Linked DNA regions of Oryza sativa: region 1 is linked to region 2. The links are chromatin contacts, called in public HiCAR-type maps. All regions are on one chromosome and are shown on one strand. The core of a region is the stretch at or near the end of the contact, and the rest is flanking DNA. Distances in the headings are between cores, read along the strand shown.

Region 1 (5,547 bases), core at 2,278-4,777, 360 kb after region 2:
GTGTGTTTTGTCCTATGCTTTACATTTCTGGTGGATTTTCATTTCTCAGGTTTGCAGGGGAACACGAGCACTGCTGCTGATGGAGCCAAGGGAAACGATGGGTTCAAGGCAAGGTGATGAAAATTTTCTGGTTTTTTTTTTGGGAGCAGTCTGTTTGCTCGCAACAACATTTTTCTGACGAATCTGCAGCAAAAAGATGCTAAAATTTGCCCCTAAATTCTCTGCGATTCGCAGCAGGCCGGCGGCTCCGGTGGTCGGGTGGCCGCCGGTGCGGTCGTTCCGGCGGAACCTCGCCTCGTCGTCGTCGTCGTCGAAGCCGCCGCGTGGAGGCCGAGACGCCGCCGCCGCCGCCACGGGAGGCAAGGTGGCCCGGTTCGTCAAGGTGAACATGGACGGCGTCCCGATCGGCCGGAAGGTCGACCTGGCGGCGCACGGCGGCTACGGCGAGCTCTCCGCCGCCGTCGACCGTCTCTTCCGCGGCCTCCTCGCCGGTAAACCCCACCACCTCGACATTATATATCATCGGAGTTTTCTATCTCGAGCTTTCTCTTGATGGTGTTTGCTCGCTTGCTTGCTCGCGTTGGCAGCTCAAAGGGACCCAACCATGGCCACCGCCGCCGCCGCCGCCGCTGCCGGCGAGAGCTGCACAGGAGAGGAGGAGGCGATCGCCGGGCTCCTCGACGGCGGCAGCGGCGAGTACACGCTCGTCTACGAGGACGACGAGGGCGACCAGATGCTCGTCGGCGACGTGCCATGGAAGTGAGTCCGACACACACACACACCATGAATGAATCTCTCGTCTTCTCCAAAGCTAATGGCGACGAATTCTTGATTGATTGCAGCATGTTCATCGCCGCGGCGAGGAGGCTGCGCGTGCTCAGGAGCTCCGACCTGAACGCCTCCACGGTCAGCGAAATTTCTGGTTTTCTGCTCCTTTTTCTTGAGAAATTTGATCGATTCTGACCCGTGATTTTTGTTCTTGATCTTGTTTTTGCAGATACGAGCAGGGAGCAGGAAGAGGGCAGCTGCCGAGTGATCTTGATCTTGTTTTTTTCATCGCCGGGAGCAGAGCAGGAAGCATATCTGCATAGTGATTATGATAGCTCTCTGTTTTGTTTTTAATCCTTTTCTCTTCGCGTTCTTGGAAGATTTTTGTGTACAAAAATGCGCAAGAAGCGTCTTTTTTTGGGGATCATGATGTTGTCGACTACGACTAGGACAAGATGTAATCGAGAATGGAAATTGTTAGTACTATTAATTAGGATCAAGTTCATCTGTTCTTGCAAGCTACTAATCCTGGACATGCTGAGTGATGTGTCTTTGTCAGTGTCGCCGGTTGATGTTTTATCTTGCGATTCTCGTGAAGCATCTGCACATCTTTCGCAATCGTCGATTCAGGTTTCGGAGAGCAAGAAACGCACGTTGATTTTGGGAGTGTTTGTAGTTATTCGTCCGAGCGGTCAGGCCTATGTGTGTTCATCTGAGTTTGGCTCGGTTCAGACTTCAGAGTAGATTCAGTATTCAGTTACACTTGGTTTAGAACGGAAATGGTTTCAAATCTTGGTTTTTTCCGCTAAACGGTAATATCTTTTACAAAAATTTTATATTAAAAAATTGCTTAAAAATCATATTAATCTATTTTTAGTTTTTTTAGCTAATACTTAATTAATCATGTACTAACCTACTATATTGTTTTTCGTGTGTAGGAATTAATTCCCAACACAGCCTAGGATTTCTTCTGAGCTTTTAGAAGATGGTGAAAAGAACAAAATGAATATTTTTCAGAAAAATGTTTTAACTGCTATCAGCTGAAAGCCTGAAACTCTCATGTTATCTCCCTCTGAAGTTATCTGTGGTATTGTTCGGTTGTTCGAGAAGATATCTTCAAAATTATACTCCTACTCACTATATTTTGTTGTCTAAATAGTCCTAGAGCAATTATAATATTCTGGTTTTATTTTTAACGATGATTGCTTATCTAGAGAAGAATAAATAGCCTTTTACGGTCCTTGTTAGTACTAGTATTAGGCTATTGGGACCACCTATACATTTGTCGACAAATTTTCTCCTAAAAATTTGATAAATGTAATTATAATACAATCGTAGTGTAATTACAATGTAACTTAAATGTAATTACAGTGTAACTTACATGTAACTACAGTGTAACTTGTATATAAGTTTCACGTAATTTTGAATCGTTAAATCTATTACAAGATTTGTTTTGGTGAGGAAGAAAAAAAAATCACAGCACACACATATGTGTAAGGATTTGTTCCCACAACCTCCATTTTACCCAAATAACATATTACAGAGATATTTTTGAGAGTTACATACAAGTTACACTATAGTTACATATAGTTACAGTGTAATTACATGAAAGTTACAGTGTAATTACATTACGATTGTACTGTAATTACATCTGTCAAATTTTTGGGAGAAAATTTGTCGACAAATATATAGCAAAATCGTTTTCGGTTTGCTGTAAAATTTACAAAAATAAAACAGTTTTTCTTAATGGGCCGAAAATACGTGGGCCAAAATAGGAAACGAAGCGGCCGAAAAAAAACTTGGGCTGTCGTACACCAGCAATAGCACGATGTCGAGGCACACGGTGGAGGGACAGCCGCCGATCGATAGGTTATTTAATTTAGAAGAAATGGGTTGTATCCATTGGTTAAAATTCTGCAAAATTTAAAGCTTTAAATCTGTAAGAAAAATAAATAAATAGATAGTCCCTTTAAAGCTTATTACGTACCCATCAAAATGTACGCTACTTGATCGTGTGTAGTGTAGGCGTAGGAAAAAGAAAAAAACCCATCAAAATAAAAAAAAAACTCCCTACTACAAGTTACTTTGGCTTCTTTTTGTCAAATATTTTAAGTTTGACTAAGTTTATAGCAAAATATAGTAATATTTTTAACACAAAATAAACATATTATTAAAATATATTTGATGTTAGATTTAATAACACTATGTTGATGTGGTGCATGTTGCTAGATTTTTCTATAAATCTGATCAAACTTGAAATGATTTGACTAGAAAAAAAGTCAAAATTACTTAGGGCCAGTTTAGATTCCACCCAAAAATTTTACACCTTGTCACATCGAACATTTAAACACCTGCATTAACTATCAAATATAGGCTAAAAAATAACTAATTGCACATATTGCAACTACTTTGCGAGACGAATCTTTTAAGCCTAATTGTTCCATGATTTGATAATGTGGTGCTACAGTTAAAAAAAATATGTTAATGACAGATTAATTAGGCTTAATAAATTCGTCTTGCGGTTTACCGACGGATACTGTAATTAGTATTTTTATTAGTGCCCGAACACCCTATGCGACACCCTATATAATACCCGATGTGATACGCCGAAACTTTACACCCTGAATCTAAACACCTTATGAGATGTGACTGAGAGAGTAATTATAAATAATTAAAAAAATGCCCAGCACGAATATTGCAGCAGCCGTCCCTGTCCTTTTTTCCTTTCTTCTCCCCCAATCCAACTCCTACTTCGTTGCGTTCGTTCTAAACCCGAGCCCGATTTCAGTGTGTTTTGAGACTTGGGCCCTTATACAAAGGCCCGTAGTACACTAGGCCTCCGACTCTCGCCTTCCCCTTCCTTGTTGCCCCCTTACCCAAGTTGATCCGTCGCCGAGTTCGCCTGAGCCCCAATCTCCGATCCCCCACCATCGCCGGCGCCGCCGCCGCTCCACCCTGCCGCTTTTCCTCCCGCCGCCGCATCCTCGCCGGTGAGAGCATCCTCCCGCTCGTTACATCTTCCTCACACCTTTTATTTTTTTTATTTTTCTCTCTCGACGAATTTGCGAACCTAGACTGGTAGTTCAACCCTAGCTTCTCCTCCCTAGATCTGGAAGCTACTTTTACCTTTGCCCTTTTTTGTTGTTGATCTTGGTAGTAATGGTGGTGACAGGTAGTTTGTCCCCCGGAGAAAATCTCCCCACTGATTCTTCGTTGGGATTTTAGGGTTTTGTGGCGGCGATTTCCTGTGGTTCTCGATTTGTTTCTGCTCGCTGTTTCGCGAGATTAGGGAGATTGGGAGGTATAGTGTGTGTCGTGTGTGTGTGTGTGGGGAGGGGTTGTGGCGGCGGTGGATTGGTTGCGAGGGGGAAGTGATTCATGTGCGCGAGATGTTGATTTGATTTTTTTTTTGTTTCGTCGGTGACAGCGCGGGATGGCCGGAGCGACGGATCTCCCCCCGAAGGGCGGGTTCAGCTACGACAATTGCGCGAGGAACGCCATGCTTGTGGAGAAGGGCTTGAAGATGCCTGGGTTCCTCAAGACCGGGACTACCATCGTCGGTTTGGTCTTTCAGGTACTCTTTTGTTCTGCTAACTGGTACTCTTAGTTTTTTTTTCTTTTTTCTTTTGCGTGTGCTGGTTAATTTGTGTGCAATCAAGGGAATCATAAAACTTTATGGACATAAGGATAATGGATATAACTGAATTGTGCTGTAACATTAGTTTTCTCAGCTTTTTTTCCCCTCAACTATAGTTTTTAGTATGTGCGCACCGCACGAATTTATGCTTCTGTTTATGTAAAATTTTTTGAACCTGAAAGAATAATGGATTACCAGAGGAGATTTCTAGTGGCAACATTGGCTATTGCAGTTGCTTTCAGCAGGGAAGTAGATGGTGCTTGTTTTAACCTCCTATTGTATTTTTGCTCCTAGTCTCCTAGTTGTTAATACTTTGATGGATGATTTTGTTTTCCATGCTTCGTTCCATCTAATTGGCATCCTTTTCTGCTCATCATGAATAATTTGCTGAGTTAACTTTGGTGTAACTATGCTTTCTACTTAGGATGGTGTTGTTCTTGGGGCAGACACGAGGGCCACCGAGGGTCCTATAGTTGCTGATAAGAACTGCGAGAAAATTCATTATATGGCGCCAAACATATATTGCTGTGGAGCAGGAACTGCCGCTGACACTGAGGCTGTAACAGGTATTAATTATGGTATCCTGGTAGCATGAAGAGAAAAAAATAGTTGTGGACTGTATACTCCAACCCAGTTGTTTCATTAGTTTGCTTCTCTGTCTTATAAAAAAAATTGAAAAATACAACTTGTTTTGTTTCAACTCTAGATATGGTCAGTTCCCAGCTTCAACTTCACCGTTATGCAACTGGTCGTGAGTCCAGAGTTGTAACCTCTCTTACATTACTGAAGTCGCACCTTTTTAGGTGATTGCTCTCTGCCTCCCTCTCTCTCAAACATTGCAAATGTTTATGCGTCATCAGCTAGACTATCATACATTGCAAACGTTTTACCTTCTTTCTTCCTTATGTTTTAGCTACCAAGGTCATGTCAGTGCTGCCCTTGTTCTTGGTGGAGTAGATGTTACTGGGCCACACCTGCACACTGTGAGTAACTGAGTATGGTTGTCTGTTAAAAATATCTGTTAAGAGAAATTTTGGGTAGTTTTGTTAATCTTTTGAATCATATAGGTTTATCCACATGGCTCCACGGACACTCTTCCTTTTGCCACAATGGGTTCTGGATCCCTTGCGGCAATGTCAGTG
Region 2 (5,282 bases), core at 1,702-4,201:
TCCCGGCTCATGTAGTTTTGCATTTCTTTCTACATCTGAGCATCTGTAGAACAAAAAAAAAAGTAGTTTGGGGGTGTGAATCATTTTAAATAACTGCTTCCAGCAATGTTATTTGTTCTTGTTTGTTTTAGTTTCTTGTTTGTAGTCATATGCTCTGAGCTGTATTTATTGTGGTAATGTGCTGCTGGATGCTTGCAACTCCAGGAATCATCAGTGCACTGATTCCCAAACTTGTGATTCATCCGTTTATCACTGAATTGCTTGTTTTTTTTCTATCTACTCATGACTCCTGTTTGACTGAATTGCACAAGCTGCTATTGATGTGATGAACTGCTTCTGTGGCATTACTGCCATTGAGTCTATCATTATGTATTCCTTTGTGTTTGCAACTTTGCATGAGTTATAGGGTCCTATAGCTTTTGCTCATTTGCTATTTTTAACTCCTGATAGACTAATAACAAACTCACAGAAAGTATTTGATTTATCTATAGGGTCTGATACATGAAGTGTTCTCCAAGGTCCTTCGTGGCCTATCTGGTGCTAAAGTTACGAGGCCAAGCACGTTCCGCAGTTGTCAAGATGGATATGCAGTGAAATCATCACTCAAAGCTGAAGATGGATTGCTCTATCCGCTGGAGAAGGGCTTCTTCTTTCTACCAAAGCCCCCAACACTCATTCTGCATGAGGAGGTCTGTTTTCTACACTGCTGAGATGATTGATAATTCCATCCATTTGTCCTGTTTTAAGCTGTAGCTCTTTATGGCAGATTGAGTATGTTGAATTTGAGCGACATGGTGCTGGGGGTGCTAGTATCTCATCTCACTATTTTGATCTCCTGGTCAAGCTGAAAAATGATCAAGAACATCTATTCAGAAATATCCAAAGAAATGAATACCATAATCTCTTCAATTTCATCAGGTCTGTGCTTTATTTAGCTGATTCCACCATCATTGGTTTACTTGCCTTTTTGAATAGAAGTATGAAGCTGATAAGTGCCTTTTTGTAATCCCTTTCAAGTGGCAAGCATTTGAAAATCTTGAATCTTGGAGAAGCTCAAGGTAGAGCTGGTGGCGTTACAGCTGTTCTTCAGAGCACTGATGATGATGCTGTTGATCCTCATCTGGAGCGGATCAGAAATCAGACTGGCGATGATGAGAGTGATGAAGAGGTATTTCCTGCGTTTAATTGTTGATCCTACTTATCATGATTCCATGATCTGACTTATCAATCCTGTCATAGCTTGGAATTAATTTGTTTGTATCGGATAATCTTCAACTTCAGGATGAAGATTTTGTGGCGGACAAGGACGACAGTGGATCTCCTACTGATGATTCTGGAGAGGAGGGTTCTGACGCTAGTTTAAGTGGAGGAGAAAAGGAGGTAACTCATTTTACTCACGCAATATCCCTGATCAGTGTCTATAATGAATACATCATGCTAATCAACATTACTATTCCCCCCCTCCAAAGAAATCTTCCAAAAAGGAAGCTAGTAGCTCAAAGGCGCCTTTGAAGAAGAGGAAGCCAAAGGGTGGGGATGCGGCGGAAGGCTCGGAGAAAAGAAAGCCAAAGAAAAAGAAGGATCCTAATGCCCCTAAAAGAGCAATTGCACCATTCATGTACTTCTCAAAAGCTGAGCGAGCTGTAAGTTCCTTTCCACCCTGCACTACTGTACAGAAATTCCCTGACTAATCCTATGTGAAACATTGTGGGAGGATCTCTCTCTCTCTCTCTCTCTCACACACACAAGCAAAGAAGGGAGCTTACGATCGTTTTTCCCAAATGCAGAATCTGAAGAACAGCAATCCGGAGCTGGCTACCACAGAGATTGCGAAGAAGCTTGGGGAGAGGTGGCAAAAGATGACAGGTAACATTCTTTGATCTCTATGCTCGACAATGTCCATGCTGGTCGGTCAAGTCCTCCGAGACCTCCGTTTGAACCATGTCCGCTTCGTGTAACTTGCAGCCGAGGAGAAGCAGCCATACGTCGAGCAGTCTCAAGTTGACAAGAAGCGCTACGCGGAGGAGTCAGCCGCCTACCGCGGGGCGGCTGCCATGGATGTGGACTCCGGCCCTGCTTCGGACTGAAGAGAAGAGACCTGAATTGCATTCCAGATTACCCTTAGTCTAGGAGGGCGACAGACAGGATACGGCTAGTGGCATCTCTATTTCCATGTAAATAAAACTTATGAGTTATCTGGATGTAAATAAAACTATCGTAGGTATCTTTCGAGTCCCGTTCTATGAGTGTCTTATCGCTTTATCTTAGCTATATATATAGATAGCAGCTATAGTATAGTAGAGTTCTTCCCGCCATTTATGCTGGCCGGATAACTTACCTTCACCTATGTAGCAGCAATAAGCATGCTTATCTGCTTAGTTAAATTATAAATGCGTGTTCTAGCTGGAGAATCACCTCTGTTGTGTTGAGCTTGTGGAGTTGCCTGTGCATAACTTGTTCGGGATTAATTCACATATACTTGCTAGGTTTAAAATCATGGGTAAATACATTTATGAAAACAAGCGTATCAGTAGAAAATTTGAAGAGTTAACGAGACTTGTCCTTAGACAATGTGTACTTGGACTTCTGCCAAGGAGCATACTCTCACGGTTGTTTGCGGGAGTTTCCTGGAATCGAAAGTAATAAGCATATACTGTAAACATAGAGAGATTATGAATGCAAACACATTCAAGTGGATATCAGTGTATATTTTGGTACCGATGATTCTTTTTTTTGGGGACAGTGCCCCCCTCTATTGCCATCGGAGTGGGTAACGTTGTGGGCCGAGATCTCCCTCCATTCCCGGCCCATGAAAGGCCTTGTTAAACTAGACCGACCAACCCAACCCATTACTCCGCTTGGAATGGATTCGTGTTCGTTTTACCTCCGCAGATTGCGGCGACCGGCACAGCGACTCCATCCGACCACCCCTCCTGCCACTGACATGTGGGCCCAACTCAACCATTTCCGCCCCCTCTCTCTCCCTCCTTCCCCAAATCAGCTAGAGTGGTCGGCTCGACCCCTCCTCCACGCCTCCGCCTCCGCCTCCGCCTCCACGACGTAGCCCAGGGCGGCTAGGGTTTCGGTTTCCTCCGCCGCCGCCGCCACCTCCTCCTCCTCCTCGTGCGCGGCGGCGACCATGGCGATGGTGCAGGCCGGCATGGGCCTCACCCGCGTCGTTGTCCTCATCGGCGCCGGGATGGCCGGCTCCGTCGTCCTCCGCAACGGCCGCCTCTCCGAGATCCTCGGCGAGCTCCAGGTGCGTCGCGTCTCCACCGCCTTGGGGGGAAGAATCCCCCGCTCTTCCTCCTCACCTGAATCGGTGATCCTGGTCCTGGGAGAGGTGGCGGCGCGCCACCGGATTGGATTTTGATTTGGTTTGGTTCTGATGATGATCCGTGCCTTGCGGACCTCTCTCACTCGTTGCAGGAGATACTGGACAAGGGGGAGAAGGGGAAAGACGGAGAAGGGGGCGGGGGCGCCGACATGACGGACGCGCTCACTAGACAGGTGCGTCGGTGATCTCCCTGTCCCTAGATGTTTCAGCTAGTATATGCTCAGGGATGTGTCCGATTCAGCTGTTCGATTGATTATTGCGCCATTTTTCTTTGCCATTAGTTAGGTGCTCTGGCTTCCCCACCAGAGCCCCATGTCAATAGGAGAAGCATGGGATGCATTTTAATGCGATTATTGTATTTAAAAATGGATGTTATCTGTGCCTATCAGTATATGTATCTATAGCTGCAGTGATTGCTGAATTATTGTTTTATAGTGGCAATGATTCACATTGCATTGAGTCAGTTCTGCTTGTATTTTTTCTTATTTCTGGGAATTGCTAGCTTCAACAATGCATTAGTTGTTCTTCCATTATGTATAAGTTAATATTGTCATGTGATACATTAGGTTGTGGCCTTGGCATTTCTACGTTCACAATGAAGAGCTGTTGAGTATTTTTGGAAGTGTATAGTAGCTGTTGTAATATTAATTATTACTACAAGCCACAACACAAGTGTGTGCTCATAAGAAGCATTCTGCGTGTGTTTTAAACAGCTGTGGTATATGCAACAGTAAACATACTACTTCAATATTCCCATAATATTTTTTTCATTGTCATTTATGAGTAAAACAGTTTGCCTATCTTCATACACATATTTGATACTTTGTTTAATTTTGTCAAGCTAGACTTACACCTTGGTCCATTTAGGTGCGCAACTTGGCTATGGAGGTTAAACAACTTGCTTCTTCCCGTGGATCTATAACTGTTCTTAATGGAGGTTCTGGTCAAACAGGTCAGTCTAGCTTCTGCACAACCTACATAACTGTTACTTCCTCAGTCTAGACATATATGTGTGCCTTGATTCATTAACATCTATATGAATGTGGGCAATGCTAGAAAGTCTTATAACCTGAAACGGAGGTAGTAAATCACAAGCTCCACCCATTTTATTTGCCCTCTTTTTTTCTTTTCTTTCTTGTAGTGTTCTGACATGAGTATTACTTATCGCTTGGCTTCATTTTCTCTTGTTTTAAATTTGAAAGAATTCACGTAGTTAGGGAATGAGTGGACTGAACAATAATCATTACTCACTAATTCAGCCTACATATTTCTGTTGTAGCTTATTTCAGAAATTGGCTTAATTAACCAGTGACCTCTTTGATCAGACATTCATGATGTTAGTGTTCTTGATCTTCTTTTTTGCAGGGGTGTCAGGTTTGATAGTACCTGCAGCAACTGTTGGAGCACTCGGTTATGGTTACATGTGGTGGAAGGTATGCTGTACTTCTATCATAGCCTTTATGTTTGTGTTGTGATTGTAATAGAGTAACTGCCAAATTGTAAGATCAGCTTTAATTTTGGCTGCTATTTTTTTTATCAGAAACCAAACCTAGTTAACTGCTATTTCTTCAGCTGGTCTTGTTCTGTTGAATTGTTTTTTATGTCTTACATCGGCAGTAGAAACTCTTTGGAAGAACAATTCATTAATATGTTTTGATTGTATTTGTTATCCAGGGCATCTCCTTTGCGGACCTAATGTATGTGACTAAGCGTAACATGGCAAATGCTGTTTCCAGTATGACTAAGCATCTGGAGCAAGTGCAAACCTCTCTTGCTGTAAGTCTTACTGTTACAAGTTTCTTTCCTAGTTCATCACGAAGCATTGCTTTTTCACTTGTCTGTGAGAGTATGGAGTGTATACTAATAATCTATGCCAGGACGAGTTTAATGCATCCTAATTCATCTGCATCTAACGTCCACATTTTCATCTTAAAAACAATCCCTG

The links. HiCAR-type assays count read pairs that join an accessible place to other places.
Region 1: a contact with region 2 is called in a HiCAR-type map of leaf, with 3 times the contacts expected there. The contact joins the promoter of LOC4338009 here to the promoter of LOC4337995 in region 2. A contact is called at or near these places in 1 of 15 Hi-C or Micro-C datasets (seedling) and 1 of 4 datasets of contacts at active chromatin or transcription factors (leaf).

Annotation. Positions count from the first base shown.
Region 1 is chr5:5,349,963-5,355,509 of ASM3414082v1, forward strand. LOC4338009 (proteasome subunit beta type-7-A) reads left to right here and starts at 3,528. Exons shown (of 9, transcript NM_001424590.1): 1 at 3,528-3,758; 2 at 4,196-4,342; 3 at 4,830-4,971; 4 at 5,112-5,208; 5 at 5,319-5,388; 6 at 5,473-5,547. The coding sequence starts at 4,202. LOC9272441 (auxin-responsive protein IAA16-like) reads left to right here. Exons shown (of 6, transcript NM_001424869.1): 2 at 50-113; 3 at 235-491; 4 at 588-759; 5 at 843-906; 6 at 998-1,292. The coding sequence ends at 1,036.
Region 2 is chr5:4,987,646-4,992,927 of ASM3414082v1, forward strand. It overlaps LOC4337995, which reads left to right and starts at 2,952. Exons shown (of 12, transcript NM_001420231.1): 1 at 2,952-3,259; 2 at 3,430-3,510; 3 at 4,205-4,289; 4 at 4,703-4,770; 5 at 5,012-5,113. The coding sequence starts at 3,140. It overlaps LOC4337994 (FACT complex subunit SSRP1-B-like), which reads left to right. Exons shown (of 16, transcript NM_001420230.1): 10 at 492-689; 11 at 767-918; 12 at 1,018-1,168; 13 at 1,282-1,380; 14 at 1,470-1,643; 15 at 1,788-1,866; 16 at 1,966-2,419. The coding sequence ends at 2,087.